Regions from separate parts of the Salmo salar genome. Here region 1 is linked to region 2. A link is a contact called in public Hi-C data. All regions are on one chromosome and are shown on one strand. The core of a region is the stretch at or near the end of the contact, and the rest is flanking DNA. Distances in the headings are between cores, read along the strand shown. Region 1 overlaps LOC106581055 (BICD family-like cargo adapter 1). Region 2 holds the start of LOC106581053 (protein NipSnap homolog 2).

Region 1 (4,054 bases), core at 114-2,613, 80 kb after region 2:
GAGAGAGTGAGAGGGGTTTTTCAGTACAGTGGTAGTCAGGTTACAGCTCTGAATTTCCCGTAAATACCATGAGCTACTGTTTTATAACACAACACCCACCGCTCCTGTGTGTTCACTCATAGAGTAGCAGGTCAATAGAACACCCCAGGCTAGAAACGATGCCCTCTAATGTAATTCTAACCTAATTTGACAGTGTACATACCTAAGCACCACAGACACTGAATACTCCGCTTTAGTCGTGATTACGTTGGCTCATCTTAGTGTGTGGGGTTTGTGTGCTACCTGGTGGTCATGTTGGTTATGAGTTCTTGATACAGCAGAAGTTGAACCCAATACATTGGCGTTGCTAATATTGGACTCAGACCATGGTTTCAGTTCACTATATTCTCTCTTGTCCTCTCCCCTCTTTTAGATCTCCCAGCTGCAGGAAGAGAATGCTAAGCTGAGGCTGAGGCTCGGAAACAGACAGGATGAAGAAGAGGTGACCCAACAGGCCATCAGAGACAGAGATGAAGCCATAGCTAAGTAAGTGGTTTTGCCTTTATCATTTAGTTATTTTCTACCTTTATCGTTTAATAATTTGCACTCTTTGTAATTTCCCTCAATGTTATTTTCAAACAGCATTTAGCATTCATAAAGTGACATGTTCCATTTATATATAGTTCATGCCATTTTATGTGTACTGTAAATGTAACATATGTTCCCGTGCTGGGTTGTCGTTGGAAGATTTCCATGGGCTTTCCACATTGGTTTGCTATGAATCTATGATAATGTCACTGTGACTTAACATGTGTTTGTCCCCCTATTTCATCGTGTCAGGAAGAACCTGATGGAGGCGGAGCTGGTGAGGAGTAAGAACGACATGATGTGTCTGAACAACCAGCTGCTGGAGGCTATCCAACGCAAGCTGGAGCTGTCTCAGGAACTAGAGGCCTGGCAGGTGGGTCTCAACGGTCTCTCTGTCTGTCTCTATCATTCCCCTTCTCTCTCTGTCTGTCTTTTGCTCTCTTTCTGTCTCTGTCTCACTTTATCTATCTCTCTTTCTCTCCCTTCCTCTGCTCCTCTTTCACACTCCAGTAACATATTAGGGCACTTTCATAAGCTCTGACTAAATATTAACATTGGTTTAATTAAGCCTATTCTCTTTAGGGCACCTCCAATAGTGAACATGTAATGTAATCCTTGGTCACAGAGTCAGAATTCTAGTATTACATAGAGACTGCTCTTTAGCTATAGTGTCCCGACTGGGGTTAGGGACACGGCAACCTTTAAACAGCCCTCTAAGTTTGGACTGAATGGATCTGAACAGATCGACAGGTGGCCAAGGCTAGAAGAATCTTTCTCCTACTCTAGTCTACTGCTGAGTCATGGTGCTAGTGCGAGGCCATCTGTTGGGTGACTACCTCCCTCTAGTGGTCATATGAAGACATGGCAACATTCTCTGTAACTGACCAGTTCAATAGAGATGATTTGAAACTTTCCTACAATTTCAACATCATGGTATTTGAACTGTAATTAAGCTCTTGAAGTGTATTTAAGCTCTTGTTATATCCAGCTCTTGCATTTAAAATGTATGTGAAATCTAATGAGGCTCATTATCAACAGCGGTGTAATGTTTTTATTTATTTTCTTCAGGATGACATTCAGATCATCATCAACCAGCAGCTGAGGACCCAGCAGCAGTCGGAGCAGGTCCAAAGAAAGCCTGCCTCCAACCCCATGTCCTTCTGGAGGAGACCCAACACAGCTTCCTCCACCAGGCCCCGCCGGCCCTCCTCCTCCCCTGCCTCCTGGACCTCTGAGGCTGGGCAAGAGAAGCCCCAGTCCCCCTGGAGAGACTGGCTCCGACCGGGCAAGGTGGCACAGCCTGGCAAATAGTGAGCTGGTATGTCTGTTGCCTCACCGTGGAGGACTGGCACATAGCAAAGAACTGTCTTGACCAGCTGCCCGTTGAAGAAGTCGAGTCGTCAAGGCAGGAACAAGCTGGTGGAACACTACTGAGTGGAACTATCTGTCTTGGTAGATAGAGTACCAAGTAGAACAGGACAGGCCGAACACTCAGTTATGTAGGAGACTTCAGTAGAGTATTAGAATTCAAGACCATGGTGTGTTGGAAACAAGGACCAGATAAGAGCCCTAATGGACAAAGAGCTATCAATAAGTAGATAGTAGTTTCCCCACTGTCACTGAGAAGAACCTAAGCACATAAAAAGCATGTTAGAGCGGTTAAAGATTAGCATGGTAACTACTAGCATGGCTAGGGAGTCACACACTATTATGGTGAGAGTCACGACAAGGAAAGATGGTTATAAGTTGTGCTTTATAATTATGTTTTTTATTGGGAAGTCGTTGATGCCTGAGATTGTAAATGTATGTGTGAATGTCAATGTTTGTAAGAATACTGACAGTATTTCCTCAGACTATTTATTTCATCCAACCTTTATTTAGGCAATGTACAGACAGACTGGAGGGAAATGAGTTGATAGATTGACTGGACTCTGATAATAAGACATGATGAAGTTAGTATTCACCTATAATCATGTTGTAAAGATTTAGCTATTTAGAAACACAGTAAGATGATATCAGATCTAAGTGGTATTCCATTCACTACAGTCTGTTCAAAAGATGTAACAATATTACATGTTGCCTGCTGTCTATGCAAAATGGTTTCCATTATGTATCCAGAGAAAACAGCCTTTAGTAGAAAATAACCAAATATACAATAGGTGCTAATAAATAAACCCATGATATACAGTATGTCATGGGTTCTCATGTGAAATATTATGTGAACTAGATACAATATGATTTATGTCCAAAATGCATTTCATGCATTGTATTCTTACCTTATGGGTCTTTTTGCCACATAACTGAAGGGGACATTTTGGGGGAAGGGTGCAATATAGATAAACTCTAACTAGGATGGCCATATAAGGTCATACTTATTTTGTTCACAGTGCCAGAACAATCTTTTATTTAATTTTTTGGAATCTGATGGACAGAATGCATGCAATATGTTGTCAACACATGAAGTAAGGTCTGTTCTGTTGTTTATTGACATTTGCTATTTGTTTATTTACATTTTGGTTTTAATTGGCAAAATCAGTATGTCCTCAGAGTATTTGATTTAGTGAAAAACAGAACAATGCTGATTGAATGACTGAAAACATCTAGTACTTGCAACTCTTATTACAGAATAAATAATGCAAATGTTTTGATTCATATTACTAATGGTTGTAATATATGAATTATCAAAGTGCATGCATGATGTGTATCATGATGTATGTAGTTTATGGATTCTAAATGTAGATGACATTTATGTATTAGTGAACACAATGTCCTTTACACTGAAAATAAAGTCATTTTTCATACTTGATATGCTATGGCCTTTCATTGATAGTTTGCTTGGACTGCATAAAATACTGTGTTGCCTACAACACTAGTTCTCAATCTTGGTCCTGGGGACCTGAAGGGCTGCACATTTTTGTTTGTCCTTGCACTACACAGCTGATTCAAATGATCAACTCATCATGAGGCTTTGATGATTTGAATCAGGTTCGTAGTGTATGGTCTACAGCTGTATCCTGTAGACCAGGAAAAATAACCACTGGCCTACAGGATACAGGTGGTTATCTACATTTACTCCATATAGAAGCAGGAATGCTGCGCAGAAGAAATATCAGCCCACGGAGAGAAGCACAAGATTGAACTTAACTCAACTTTCTAGAGCAGTGGTCACCAACCAGTCGATCTCTAAGGCATTCCTAGTCGATCGCCAAACATTTCTGTAAAAAACCCAACTAAACTCAGCAAAAAAAGAAACGTCCCTTTTTCAGGACCCTGTCTTTCAAAGATAATTTGTAAAAATCCAAATAACTTCACAGATCTTCATTGTGAAGGGTTTAAACACTGTTTCCCATGCTTGTTCAATGAACCATAAACAATGAATGAACATGCACCTGTGGAATGGTCGTTAAGACACTAACAGCTTACAGATGGTAGGCAATTAAGGTCACAGTTATGAAAACTTAGGACACTAAAGAGGCCTTTCCACTGA
Region 2 (3,834 bases), core at 1,146-3,645:
AGCTTTGGCCAGGTCAATGAATACGGCAGCACAGTATTGTTTCTTATCGATGGCGGTTACGATGTCATTTAGGACCTTGAGCGTGGCTGAGGTGCACCCATGACCAGCTCTGAAACCAGATTGCATAGCGGAGAGGGTGCGGTGGGATTCGAAATGGTCGGTAATCTGTTTGTTAACTTGGCTTTCGAAGACCTTAGAAAGGCAGGGTAGGATGGATATAGGTCTGTAGCAATTTGGGTCAAGAGTGTCACCTCCTTTGAAGAGGGGGGATGACAGCAGCTGCTTTCCAATCTATGGGAATCTCAGACGACACGAAAGAGAGGTTGAACAGGCTAGTAATAGGGGTTGCAATAATTTCGGCAGATAATTTTAGAAAGAGAGGGTCCAGATTGTCAAGCCCAGCTGATTTGTAGGGGTCCAGATTTTGCAGCTCTTTCAGAACATCAGCTGAATGGATTTGGGAGAAGGAGAAATGGGGGAGGCTTGGGCGAGTAGCTGTGGGGGGTGCAGTGCTGTTGAATGCAGTAGGGGTAGTTAGGTGGAAAGCATGGCCAGCCGTAGAAAAATGCTTGTTGAAATTCTCAATTATAGTGGGCTTATCGGTGGTGACAGAGTTTCCTATCCTCAGTGCAGTGGGCAGTTGGGAGGAGGTGTTCTTATTCTCCATGGACTTTACAATGTCCCAGAACTTTTAAGGGGAGCCCTATATAAAAACGGTTATAAAACACAAATAGATTTCTGAAATTATTCCACAAGACACCAGTACCCAAAATTATAGTTGAAGGCCTAGTTTTTTATTTGGATAGGTCTAAATTAAACATTGAATTATTAAAATAATAGGCTAAAGAACTTTGGAGAATTTAAATAATTTTGAATACACACATGGATTTCAATAAACAAATGAATAAGACATTTTTATTCTCTTTGATTTAGTTCCTATTGCAACTCAGACAAATGACAGAATGGATGACATACTGACTGACTGAAGGATGAATTAAATGATAAAATAAGTTTGAATGATGAGTTGCACACATCATGCATGCTCTGCACTTTATTTGGCTAGTAAGAAAATAAGCCTACATTAGGGTATAATAACTATGGCTGCATGCCTCCAGAAGGGGATCTTCTGAGGCTGAGGGGTGCTTTTCTGAAGGCGAATGCTGCTGTGATGCTGCATGGAGATCACAAGCTCTTCAACTGGGCAGCAGTGTCGTAATGGAGGGAATAGCCCATACGGAGACTACCTAAGACCACAGCTAACAGAGTTATTGTAAAGTGTGGCAATAAGCTTATGCCAGACAGACTCAATTTAACCTCTCCCTTGTTCATTTCAAAGTCCATATGTTCATGACCCGATTCAAATAAATCATGTCAAATTATTTTAAATTCATAATAACCCCTCCTACAGAATATGCTTTGGCAAGATTTTGAATGATTCAATAAATGTCAACTATTCTATACAAAAACATTTTGAATAGCAAAGACTCCAGTGGTCATGCATAATTTGTAGATTTCCCAAACATCTATTATTCTATTTACACCTAGCGAACTGAAACGTCACTGTTGTAGGCATAATACAGCTAGTGCTGTCTAAACTTGCGCTGGCAAACAAATCCATTACATTAGCTACCTAAATGTGAAGTAAACTAAATTGAGGAGTAATAGAGAATTGAGACTTATAACTTGAAAACGTGCAGGACACCTCTTTCCGGTTTCCCTGACTTCCGTTTGTTTTATACTGTGTTAGGCTTGTTTGTGTAGCATTCCTCACAGGCAGTTTGGTGTACGTTTTTTGTTTGTTAGTGAGATGAAACTGCCAAAACTCTGAAAGGTATTATTGTAACTCAAAATTGCAACACACGATTTGTTCAAGCTTAAATGTTAGTCCGTAATCATAACATGGTGTTTGTATCTTCACAGATTAAATTTCACATTTATGTTTCATGCATGGCTTTTCTTGCGATCCTAATGATACGTACCTTCAACCTTTTGGCAGCTATCTGGCTCCATATCTTCATCTCTGGTTTTAGCCAGAGGTTTTTCTGGATCCAGTGTGCTTGTCTTGAGTTTGACATGTAGAGAACGTCATTCCCGTCAACTGATGTAAGCTGTCTTGGAGGCACGGGAATTTAGAACAGACATGTCTTCAAAGATGTTAGATTGCATGAATAAAGTCTTCAATTTAACCCCAATCATAGAAAAGAAGGTAGAAATATTCAGTCAAGCAACAAAAAAAAGAAGTGAAGTCTACAAAGAAGAGGAAACACACACATCATGCTCCTTTTCATGGTTCTATGGAAAAACTAACAAAACTAGTACCGAGGACAGACAAGTGGTCCTCCACTGTTCACACCATTCATTTGGTGGTGTTTTACTACCACCTGGTGGCTACATTGTAGACACACAGGCTCCACTTTGTTTTTGCACAGAGGACAGGGGTGTATTCATTACGGAAACCGTTTATCGTTTAAGAACCAAACGGAAGCAAACAGAGTAAAACGAGAATTTCTTTTGAACAAATTCAGGTACGTCCCTCCCCGTTTGCTTCCGTTGAAGAAACGTTTTGCAACCGAATCGGCGTAATGAATACGCTCCAGTGTTATCAATGGAAAATGGCGACCCGAGTCCTTCAGAGATTTGGCAATGGCCTGAATCAGGCTAAAAACACGGCCCAGTCAACAGGACAGATCTTCGTTTTAAGCAGGTGTGACTATTATTACTTTGCACGTTTAAAGCGTTGGGGTTCTGACTTTTGTTCCATTGACGATTTTTGAGAATGGAGGTTCCTACTGACTCGTCTATGCTGCAAGTGTGCAGGATTGAACCTGAAAAAGTGACTGTTAGCAAGCTAGCATAAATAGCTAGCCAGTCAACTATTGGCCCGTAGTCGATTTTATAAACTACAAATTAGTGCAACTTCTAATTTGAGCTATTCTAAAATGGTTAAACTGTTGAAGTTAATACACGGCATATCCAGTTACTAGTGTACTTGTCTGTCTAATAGGGAATTATTATTACACTTGCTCAAGGTCATTATTATAAAGCTAGGACTACTGTTGTGGATAAACACTACATGACCAAAAGTTTGTGGACACCTGCTCGAACATCTCGTTCCAAAATCATGGGCATTAATATGGAATTTGTCCCCCCTTTACTGCTATAACAGCCTCTACTCTTCTGGGAAGTTTTTTTCACTAGATGTTGGAAAATTGCTGTGGGGACTTCCATTCAGCCACAAGAGCATTAGTGAGGTTGAGCACTAATGTTGGGCGATTAGTCCTGGCTCGCAGTCGCTGTTTCAATTCATCCCAAAGGTGTTCGATGGAGTTGAGGTCAGGGCTCTGTGCAGGCCAGTCAAGTTCTTCCACACCGATCTCGACAAACCCTTTCTGTATGAACCTCGCTTTGTGCACTGGGACATTGTCATGCTGAAACAGGAAAGAGCCTTCCCCAGACTGTTACCACAAAGTTGGAAGCACAGAATTGTCTAGAATGTTGTAAGCTGTAGCGTTAAGATTTCCCTAAAGCGAAACTAAGGGGCCTAGCCGGAACCATGAAAAAAAACCTCCAGACCATTATTCCTCCTCCACCAAACTTTACAGTTGGCACTATGCATTGGGGCAGGTAGCGTTCTCTTGGCATCCGCCAAACCCAGATTTGTCCGTCAGACTGCCAGATGGTGAAGTGTGATTCATCGCTCCAGAGAACGCGTTTCCACTGCTCCAGAGTCCAATGGCGGCGAGCTTTACATGCTTTGTATTGCGCATGGTGATCTTAGGCTTGTGTGTGGCTGCTCGGCCATGGAAACCCATTTCATGAAGCTCCCGACGTACA

What was found. A called contact is a pair of places that touch in the nucleus more often than the background predicts.
Region 1: a contact with region 2 is called in a Hi-C map of blood, with 5 times the contacts expected there. The contact joins the enhancer-like site here to the promoter of LOC106581053 in region 2. A contact is called at or near these places in 3 of 3 Hi-C or Micro-C datasets (blood, gill and muscle).

Annotation. Positions count from the first base shown.
Region 1 is chrssa20:63,150,243-63,154,296 of Ssal_v3.1, forward strand. It overlaps LOC106581055 (BICD family-like cargo adapter 1), which reads left to right. Exons shown (of 9, transcript XM_014162763.2): 7 at 413-525; 8 at 820-940; 9 at 1,636-3,373. The coding sequence ends at 1,878. Among protein-coding and RNA genes, the nearest start is that of LOC106581058, 12 kb to the right of the region's middle. Within about 2 kb of position 1,364, at least 5 of the 13 cell types and tissues checked have an H3K27ac peak or open chromatin away from gene starts, as enhancers often do. A contact at or near this core is called in muscle, where this site is marked.
Region 2 is chrssa20:63,069,071-63,072,904 of Ssal_v3.1, forward strand. It overlaps LOC106581053 (protein NipSnap homolog 2), which reads left to right and starts at 2,396. Exons shown (of 10, transcript XM_014162761.2): 1 at 2,396-2,704. The coding sequence starts at 2,583.